Regions from separate parts of the Zea mays genome. Here region 1 is linked to region 2. A link is a contact called in public Hi-C data. All regions are on one chromosome and are shown on one strand. The core of a region is the stretch at or near the end of the contact, and the rest is flanking DNA. Distances in the headings are between cores, read along the strand shown.

Region 1 (4,784 bases), core at 1,944-4,443, 83 kb before region 2:
CGCCCGCGCTGGATCCGCCCGCCCGCAACCGTTGCCGCGCTGAAACCCTAATTCGTGGTGGTCTCGGGTAGCTTTTATAGACGACTTGAGGCCTGGTCTATTTGAGGTGGTGCGGCTGAACCGAAAGGTGGCGTTGGGTCAGGGCTTCCGGTCACTCTTTGGAAGCCCAAGGCTCCTAATAGATAAACTATATATATATATATATATATATATATATATATATATATAGACACACACACACACATACATGTATCGTCCCCTCATGAATCAACTACTATTCCTCCAATTCTTCCACACTTTCAGAATCTGATACTGATCTTGACCTGTATGACGTTCTCACCTCTGACGCTAGCAAATTTAAGTGCATGATAGCTCTACCAGTTCAAAGGGGAAAGAGGTGGCTACTGAAGCAGTTAAGAAGTGATTAGAGTAATATGTGTTTCTTACCAAATGGTTAATGGTTTTAATTTTGATGTGTAATCAGCACGTGTTGTTTGGTTCATATATCGTGTTCGTGCTTGTGCCTACCTCTCACTGATGTACTTGTTTTAATTTGATTATTAGATGTCTAAACATATATTGTGTTGATTGGGCCTCATATATTGTGCTGATTAAGTGATTATATACATATATTGTGATCTTTGTGTTCTATATGGGTCTGTATGTGCTGCGTGTGTCTCATATATTGTGCTGGTTAGATAATCTGGGCTCAATTCTTGATCCAAGTTAGCCAGACAAGATTTTGATTTTAATTCCAGAAATTCAGTTATGTTTGCACCCAAACAAGAATAATGAAATGAATCCGTTTCCAGCTGGTACAATTTTAGACGAATCAATTCCTAGAATCTGATTCATAGAAACTGATTCAATTCCAAGGAGCCAAACCAGCCCTAAAAAGACACAAATCTTAGTCGTATTCAACAAAAAGCATCACCGCACACTTTCAAAATAAGAGGTTCACAACTTAACATTATCTACATCCTGCTGTGTAATAAGAATGCATGACAAATCAGAAAAGATGAACAAACTATGTTTCCAAATGATATGATGAGGTGAGGGGACCCTTACTAAATTGCATGGTGTGAAAAGAAACCAATGCCCTTCTAGTTCGTTAAAAACATGAAAGTAAAAAAACAAATGCATAAACAAATAAACAATAATAAAGTGCATATTGCAAGTTTTGTAGGATCTATACGATTTTTCACACCTACCGGTTACATACTTAAAGAAGTTGCAACAACCACCTGATATACACTTTCTTTACCACTTCTTTGCTGTTGCTAATACATGCAAGATTTCTCCACGTTTTGTGAATAAATAACTAAACAGAGACATCAAGTACAAGGCTACAAGCATGCTAAATACTCAAGAACACGATGTAGTTCGGTGGTTCCTACCAGAAGCCATATTAGGAGAAACCACAAACAAAGAAAATAAAGCATACAAGAGACAAAGGCACGAGTATGCCCTTAGGCCTTAGGATGGAAAATGTCATAATCATTAAAAGGAAATAAACTCACAATCATTTAGTATAAAATTCTAATTCCATGTACATGTCCACATTGAAGCTCAGTCCACCACACAGATGACAGTCATACATGCAAGTGTGCCAAACTTATCAGCCAGCTCATCTTTGGGCCATATTAGATGTCCATGCAGCACTAGTTTTAATATTCTTTGTGTTTCTCTTAGCTTATCAATTTGGACACTCTAAATAATCAATCAGTGATGTTCTAATATAACTGGAATTCGGGGCTATGCTTCCATCTGCGAACTACACTAAAGCATTTCAAACCGAATGAGGCCTACTCCAGAATTTTCTATACCACTGCCACAAAATAATTATATTTAGTTTTTACTGCTCAACAGAAAATCATGGTGCATCACCCACGCAACAAAAAGCCGGAATAGGAACAGCACTGTACAGTGGCAACCTACAGATCAACCATATATCCAGTACAACATAAGTCAAACGAGTACCAGAAAATACTCAATTGCAAGGGTCGTACAGACAATACTATCACAAAACAAGGATTCAGCTTTTATGGCTGCATTTACTTGCTCGCTCTGAAAATTCAACAAAAGTAGGTGGAGAAGAAGATTTTTTTAAAAAAAAAAATGCAACTTACAACCAAGACTTAACAGCACACTACCAAACTACAATCGAACTACAGAGTGCTTAGCGGTAGACTATGAGTATCGAACTGTTTCTGATAGAAGGACCGATGATGATGTACATTGTGGAATATATATGGAAGGAGGGAGATGCTCCATAACCCACTCTTGCATTCTATCTGATGCTGTCAGTTTGTCAATGAAAGGCATGTAGTAATATTTAGCAATACTGGAAAGCACTGAAAACAGCTAATGTTAACCACACAAGGGAACGGACACATAATAGCTGCTAATCCACCAAAGATTTTTTTTATTAGGGACTAAAAGGAAGCGTTATTTGAGTCATTTGACGCAAGATCGAACGACGAGATCCAAGAAACCCAGAAAAAGGTGGAAAGAGAAGCATTAGATGATGCACGCATACAGACATCAAGCTGACCACTAGCGTCATCAAGTTGACCGGAAAAAAGCGACGCGGATGGCAAAGTTCATACCCGATCCGCATCCGCGGTGGGCGCCCTCCGCCCGCGGCGTCGGATCCGTCGGCCCGCGCCGGTGGCCCGGATGACGTCTTGGATCTCCCACAAGGTGGCGCCCAGCTGCCGCGCCGACGCGGCCGGCGCGCCCCTCCTCCCCGCTCCCGAATCCGCCTCCGCCAGCGCCTCATCCTCCGGCCGCGGCGGCGACGGCTCCAGCTTCCAGGACGGCGACGGCGTGGCGTGCCCCGCCTTCCGCCGCGCCCGTGCCCGCGCCTGAGCAGCCGCGAGCCCGCGCCGCAGCGACTCCTCCTCCTCCCCGCGGCGGCGACTAGGGCCGGGGGTGCCGTCCGGTTCTTGTGGAGGCCCCGCGGCGGCCGCGCTGCTCGGGCTCCTCGACCGCGCCTTACCGAAGGCCTCGAGAGTTGGCTCCCCGCCGCCACCGTTGCCGCGGCATTTCAGAAGCGCTGCTGCTACAGCGACCGCGGCAGCTGGTGGTGGCTCCACCTCCATGGTTGTCTGCCACTTTGCCTTTGCGATCTTGGGCGGGGCTCCCTCTTCCCCTGTGGCCCTGCACTGCTTTTCTTTCTAGTCTGAACTATAGAGCATTCTCTGCTCTCTCAGCTTCCTTGGCTTCTGCTGTCTCGCTATGTACAGTGCGAATCTGTGTGACCAGGCTCAGAAGCGGCGCGATGAATGTGTGAGAACTGAGAAGTCTGGCAACTGGCCAACTGGCCCGGAACCGGGATGGGGACTGGGCAGTGGAATAATGGGTCTGTTGACAGTTTTTTTTTTTTTTGGTTAAGGACTAGTTTGGGAACCTTATTTTCTCAATAGATTTCTCAAACTAGTTCTAAGAGTTTTTAATCTAAATTCTGATATAATCTAGTTGTCATAATAATCTAGATATCATTAGGCTTACGTGTTGAGGAACATGAAGTCTGTATGTTCACGTTTTAGAGGTTAGAAAACGACAAATTTCTCTCCTCTGAACGACTCGATTTACATTTATTTTGATTTAAGTGATTTTTATTGAATCGATTCTTACATAAACAAACTAAGAAGCGAAACAATTGGGTGTCAGAAGCCGATTCTCATGCCAGAAGGTAAAACAAAGTAGGCAAATATAGAATAATCCAGCGTGAGGAGCATGTGCTACGTGATTGTAGTTTCATATTATTTATTATAAATGATGTATGCAATAGATGAGCTACTGTAAGGAACTTTTGTATCTCGCATCTCTCAAATATACTAGAAGTTCATGAAGCCACTGCTTTTGTTTTCACTAGTTTCTATGCACACTATAAAAAGACGCCAGAGTTGTTAGAACCATATCAAATGAGACCTGAATATTACCAATGACTAAAGTCGTCTTCGATAGAATTTCTTCATCTTTTGTTGTATTTTTAACGCCATAGTGCCAAGGTTCACGAAGTTTTTCTCTCTTTTTGTTCACTGGCTACCACGGCTACTATAGCAATGGGTGGAAGTCAACTCCCCTCGGCACTGTCACATTCTCTATTATATCCGCTATTTTAAACTTAATTCCGTAAATAGTGTCATTTACAATACAATCCTCTATTTTCCACTATTCAGTAGATATTCAGTAGAGACAACCTTAGACGAAGACTTCATAAAACATGGCCTAAATTATGTTTCACCATCAATAAAGACTGATATATTTTAAAAATACTCTCTTCATTATAAATTATAAATATCTTAGTTGTTCTAGATATATTATTTTTATTATTTATAGATATATTGTCTATCTAAGTGCATAGACAAAGCTATATATAAAATATTAAAAAATAATTTATAATAAAGGAAGTATAATACACGATAGCTTGTCAAACTAACGGGTTCTCTTTTGCTATAGACAATTATATTAAGATTTGTAAGATGTTCTTAGATATAATAGATAGAAAATGCTATATCTTAGTATGGAAAAACAGAATAATTTTTATTTACTTTGATTGTGCACATCTATGATACAGTCAACGATAGGGTGGCCACCTCTAGAAGTTGTTAGGACCATAACTACATGTAGAATTAACTTGAGACTAACATTATTGTGTTATGAATCAATCGTAGTATTCTATTATGTCCTATTGTACAAATAGGTATTTCATCTTGTATAAACTTAATTTCATTGGATTAAATCATTTTTAATTTAAGTATAATTATTGGCATTCA
Region 2 (5,339 bases), core at 2,093-4,592:
ATTACCTCTAAAATGCTGACGTCGCCCTCTAGTCACTCGGCGTTGCCTCTAAAACGCTGATATCGTGTTCAGTCGCTCGGCATTACCTCTAAAATGCTGACATCGCCCTCAAGTCGCTTGGCAGTTGACTCTAAAACTCTGACATTGTGTCAAGTCGCTCGGCATTACCTCTAAAATGCTGACGTCGCCCTCAAGTCGCTTGGCAGTTGACTCTAAAACTCCGACGTCATGATCAGTCGCTCGGCAGCTACCTCTAAAAGCGTCGAAGCGATGCCAGAGTTATTTACGTGCAAACTCCAAGGAAATCAGCTTCACAAATGAGCAGGATAATCACCACAGAGAAACCAACACCATTACTTCATTAAGGGGAAGATATCATGCTTACAAATCAACTCTTTATGAGTTGATACTTCCCTACTACTACTACTACACTACACTATACTACTCTACACTACTAAATATTACTACATTATTCTAACTATACTATACTAATATCTAAAAGACCAGTGGCATCTAGCCACTGGCCCTGTTGCTGCCGCCGCCGCTGCCGCCCCTGGTGCTGCCCCTGCTGCTGCCGCCCCGGTTGCTGCCCCTGCTGCCGCCGCCGTCACCGTCCTTGCTGCCGCCGTCGCCGCCCCTGCCGCTGCCGTCACCGTCGCCACCGTCGTCGTCGTCGTCCTCGTCCTCGCCGCCGCCGTCCGAGTCCTCCTCATCCGAGGAGTACTCCGACTCATCCGAGCCCTCGAGCCCGGAACGCTCGACGGCCCGGATGTACGTCCAGACCTCCGCCGCGAGCCCCTGGGAGTCGTCTGAGTCGTCAGATGACTCACGCAGGGGAATGGGAACCGGAGACCCCTCAGACTCAGAGGAGAACTCCTCCTCTGAGTACTCCGAGTCACCAAACTCCTCCGATGGAGAAGTTGGCTCACGCTTGCGCTTGTTGTTCTTGCCCATGGTGGAAGCAGACGGGGGAGAAGTAAGGGAAGCAACAGAGAATAGCGAAAGATGTGAAAAAGCCAAAGAGACAACGACGTTATTTATAGAAGGAGAAGACAACCGCTCACCTCCAACCGCGGTCACTGAACAGTCGCAAAGCATTCAATAAGCACTTCAACTCGTCTGAAGACACGTCAGGCGGCTGACGCCGTTTCACGCAACACAACACTCATTGGGACTCCAGTCAACAGCGCGGAGGATATGATTACACTCGCCGTCACATCACATTACTACTCAGAAGCAGCCGGCTAAAACACTCAGCGTACCAAGCCGTCCCTTGCCCACACCCATTGGGGGGACACCCAGGAATTATCAGTATATTTTTCAAAACGGTCACATCTGTGCAGGGCACGCAGTGAATACCTCAAGACAAAAATGAGATATCGGTAAGGATCATAGGAAAGCCAAATATAGCCAGTGAAGTACAAAATATGGCCGACAGAGGCGACGTGAAGACTAGACAGAGAACGTCCATCAAACGTCCAATCAGTCACAGAGCAAATAAATTGCACTACCTAGCAGGATATGGATGGATTGCGAACTCGGCTGCTAAAGACAAAATATATGCTGACCTCTGAAGCAAAATATTGATGACATAATGCTGACCTCCAAAGCATAATGCGAATAGCTTCATGCCAATTCCTACAAACAGAAAGGATAATTTTCAGCAAAGAGACACGAAAGGAAGACCTTCGAATGGATTATCCTCAAAAATCCATTTGTAGGTCGGGGGCTACACCCATTGGGTGCACCTCCGGTGCACCCCATGGATTATCATTCCAAGCCAAGATAGTGCCGACTTCTAAGGCGCGGGACAAGATTAAAAGGCCAACCTTCAACCAAAACGCAGGAGTACTAATGGAAATAATTTCTGGGGAAGACCTTCGAGCAGATTGTTTTCTAAAAATCTACTCGAAGCTCGGGGGCTACACCCATTGGGTGCACCTCCGGTGCACCCAATGAAGTTCAGAATCCTACAAATTGAAATGCCGACTTCTAAGGCACAAGCACGAAACTAGGCTTCGGTCTACGAGTGATCAAAGCAGGAGAAGACAACAGGAAGTCATTTTCTTCAAATCACCTGCAAGCTGGACCTCGGATCTTTGGGCTGATTACCTCTAAATTAACCCAAAGATCGGGGGCTTGTGGGGGATAGATATCCCCCGGGTCCACTAAAAGAGTAAAAGACCTCACGAAAGGCCCAAGGGCCCAATAAATCGTAAGGTCATTCTTTCGTGGCCTGAGGAGAGACAACCAGCAAAGCAGATCGACATGAGGCTGGATTGGTGCAAACCCGGACGACCCGCAACGTCGAGCGAGTGACCGCAACAGAAATCCGACTTTCCCGCGCTGGAGCCCCCATGCAACGGAGCCATGCGAGGATAAGTCGGCAGAACTACATGGAGATGAACTCAAGCAGTTCACTATCTTTTAGCTACTCGTTGTTATCATATCCACATGTATTGCCCCACGGTCGAGTATATAAGGCCTAGGAGGCACCCCTTCAGAACGATCGACACTATTACTTAGCCGCCTACATCAACTCTCTGCATTCTTAATCCAGAGAGCTCTTTTGTAACCTTATCCACCAAGCATACTCACCAGGACGTAGAGTGTTATGCATCTCTAAGCGGCCCGAACCTGTAAACCCTGTCCACTGTCCCTCGTGCAATCGGCACGAATCATTTTGCTACAATTGTCGACACCGTCCTACTCCTAAAAACACCTCGAGGGGCAACCCCAGGTGTGCGGTCGGACCCAAAACACCGACAGTCACATTCTAAAAAAATAGCCTATTACAATAGTAAGATTCCAATTCCTTTAAAATGAAAGGAAACAAACGGGGCCTAACATTAAAGTTTGGGTGCAAAACTTAGATTAAAATTTTGAAACTAAAACTTAGATTCTAACAATGATTTCCTTCATAAAGTATATTTCCCTTTATAACTATATAAGTAAAGTACTCTTTAAAAGTATTTGGATTAAAATAATTCATGTTAAAGGAAATAAGTAATGAATTCTGAATTTTAGAATTCCAAAAGAGTGTCTTATTAAATAAGATACGTGTACGTGAATTATGTTTTAAAGCATGTGGCTAATTATATATTCAAATAAAATAAAAATCTTTTCATTACCATGTTGGAGTTTTATGTTGTGCATAATAATTTGAATAGAAACTTTAAACTCAGATTGGAAATTTGAAATAGGATTTTGAAATGAGAAGCTAACATAGAAAACAAACTAAAAGAAAAAGAAAAAAGGGAAAGTGAACTTAATTGTCGCCTGGGCCGCATTCCACCTCGTCGGGCCAGTTTCAAATCCACACCTCGCGTCCCCCTTGGCAAATAACCAGACCACTCCCGTCCAACTCGTTTTCTCCTTGGACGCGGGCTCTCGACCAAGCGGCTGATATGTGGGTCCGTGTGCACAACATATTCTTCCTCATCACGTTCGTTACGAACTGAACATGATGTCGGTGGTGGAAAATCCATATCTAGCCAGCCAAACACCGGGGCGAACTCTCCGGAGCAGGGGTATATAACCTGAAGCCCTCTCTGCGACTCCCTTGACCCTAACCCAACCTAGGTGCCAGTCAAGATGCAGGAACACAAACGTCTAGAGATTAGAACGAGCTAGGAGAGAGGAGAGTTGGGCCCTCGTAACACCCTAAATTTGGGGTATAAAATTTCTTTCCTAATATACACCAAATTCAGATGGTATTCTCTCATCTCTTTGCTTTACTTCTTTTTTTCCAAAAATAGAGAAATATTTTGTTTTATATTGGCGTAAACATAGTGGAATGAGCCCTAAAGACGATTTGGTTGTTGCATTCATGCAGTTGCACGGTGTTTCTAAGTGCAAAATGTGTTTAAAACATGTTAGTATATCCTATAGAAGCTCTCGGTAGATTTTATATTTTTCGGAGTATTTTTCTATTCTCCGGAAACTAAAATCTATTTATTTGAGATACTTAAAATGTTTTTAGAAACTATAAATATGTTTTTTGAGTTCATTAGGTGCCAAAACATTTCTAGGATTTTTTTAGAATTATTGGAAGCATCTATAGTTTTTTGAGCACAAAATATGGATTTCTAGGCTTTTCTGAATTAAAAAAAACGAATTTGACCCGAATTTTCATCTTGTCCGAACCCCAACTATATATATATTCCCGACTTCTCCTCGTCGAGCACATTCCGAATCACAAAACGTTTTCCTCATATTCAATTCCCGGCTCTCGGAATTGCTCGACGAAGTTCGGAGCGGTTCCAACTCCGATGGCGAGCAATTACTTTCGATCCGTGCGTCGTCGGTGGAATCCGAGGGTACCGTTGTGTTCGTCTCACCGAGAGCTTCGTCCCGATGCCTTCGATTCGTCGATCCGACCGACGGTTCGTACCCAATCCGTGTTTTTCTCCTTGGCTGCGACGAGGTTTTTTTCTCCGGTGAGCCCTTCCTCTATTGTTGGTCCTTTTCGTTCTTGTTTTCTTCGTCGTGTAGTCGTAGAGCCTCCCTCTCCCTAGGCCCAGCCACCCCTGGCTGAGCCCCTTGCCGCATCCCCTTCCCTCCCCTCGGCAGCCCCGCGCGACACGGCCGAGCCTAGCTCCCAGTGTGCGTGATGCCCAACCCAAGCGAGAGGTGGCCACCGAAGAGTGCCCCTGGTCACCGGCCAAGCCCCCCACACCCCCGCGCAGAGCCTCCTGGAACGTCAGTTTTGATTTCATGTACGTGAGAAGCGCGGACCGTCGACCTCAGGCGCGGACCGTCCAGTCATTGTAAAACCAGAAAAACCCGAAGGTGACGGATTCGCTAAAATTCATTTTTAGCGTCTTCGCGGACCGTCCGCGACTGATTTATCTGACATCTGACGACACATTAAATGCTCTATACCTGTTACTGCTGACTGTTGCGATTTCAGCGTTGATGTGCAGGGACGGACTGTCCGGACCAGGGGCGCGGACCGTCCGCGGTCGGCAGAAAAGAAGCAACGGCTAGGAAGTGGTTGGAGGCTATATATACAACTCCAACCACCTCCATTCATAACATCCAAGCACTCCACTCATACACATTCAATACAAGAGCTAGCAATCCATTCCAAGACACATTCAAAGCTTCCAATCTCTCCAAGTTTTCTAATTGAATACGGAACAGATAGAGAAAAATATTAGACATCGAATTCAGATACATTCAATTGACATCGACATTAAATTCAAATACGAATACAAATATCCATATTATCATTTTAACGAATACAAATACAGATGATTTGGATATCCAGGTATTCATATTCATCCTTAACTTTATAGTCCCTCAAGGCATACAATTTGATATTATTGCAGCCAGTA

The links. Hi-C and Micro-C count contacts between places; a contact is called where the count stands out from the background.
Region 1: a Hi-C map of tassel shows a contact between it and region 2, with 4 times the contacts expected there. The contact joins the promoter of LOC100278907 here to the enhancer-like site in region 2. A contact is called at or near these places in 3 of 25 Hi-C or Micro-C datasets (ear, leaf and tassel).

What each region holds. Positions count from the first base shown.
Region 1 is chr6:117,451,717-117,456,500 of Zm-B73-REFERENCE-NAM-5.0, reverse strand. It overlaps LOC100278907, which reads right to left and starts at 3,193. Exons shown (of 3, transcript NM_001360922.1): 1 at 2,610-3,193. The coding sequence starts at 3,104.
Region 2 is chr6:117,368,769-117,374,107 of Zm-B73-REFERENCE-NAM-5.0, reverse strand. No RefSeq gene overlaps it. Among protein-coding and RNA genes, the nearest start is that of LOC109940358, 69 kb to the right of the region's middle. Within about 2 kb of position 3,342, at least 16 of the 20 cell types and tissues checked have an H3K27ac peak or open chromatin away from gene starts, as enhancers often do. A contact at or near this core is called in ear, leaf and tassel, where this site is marked.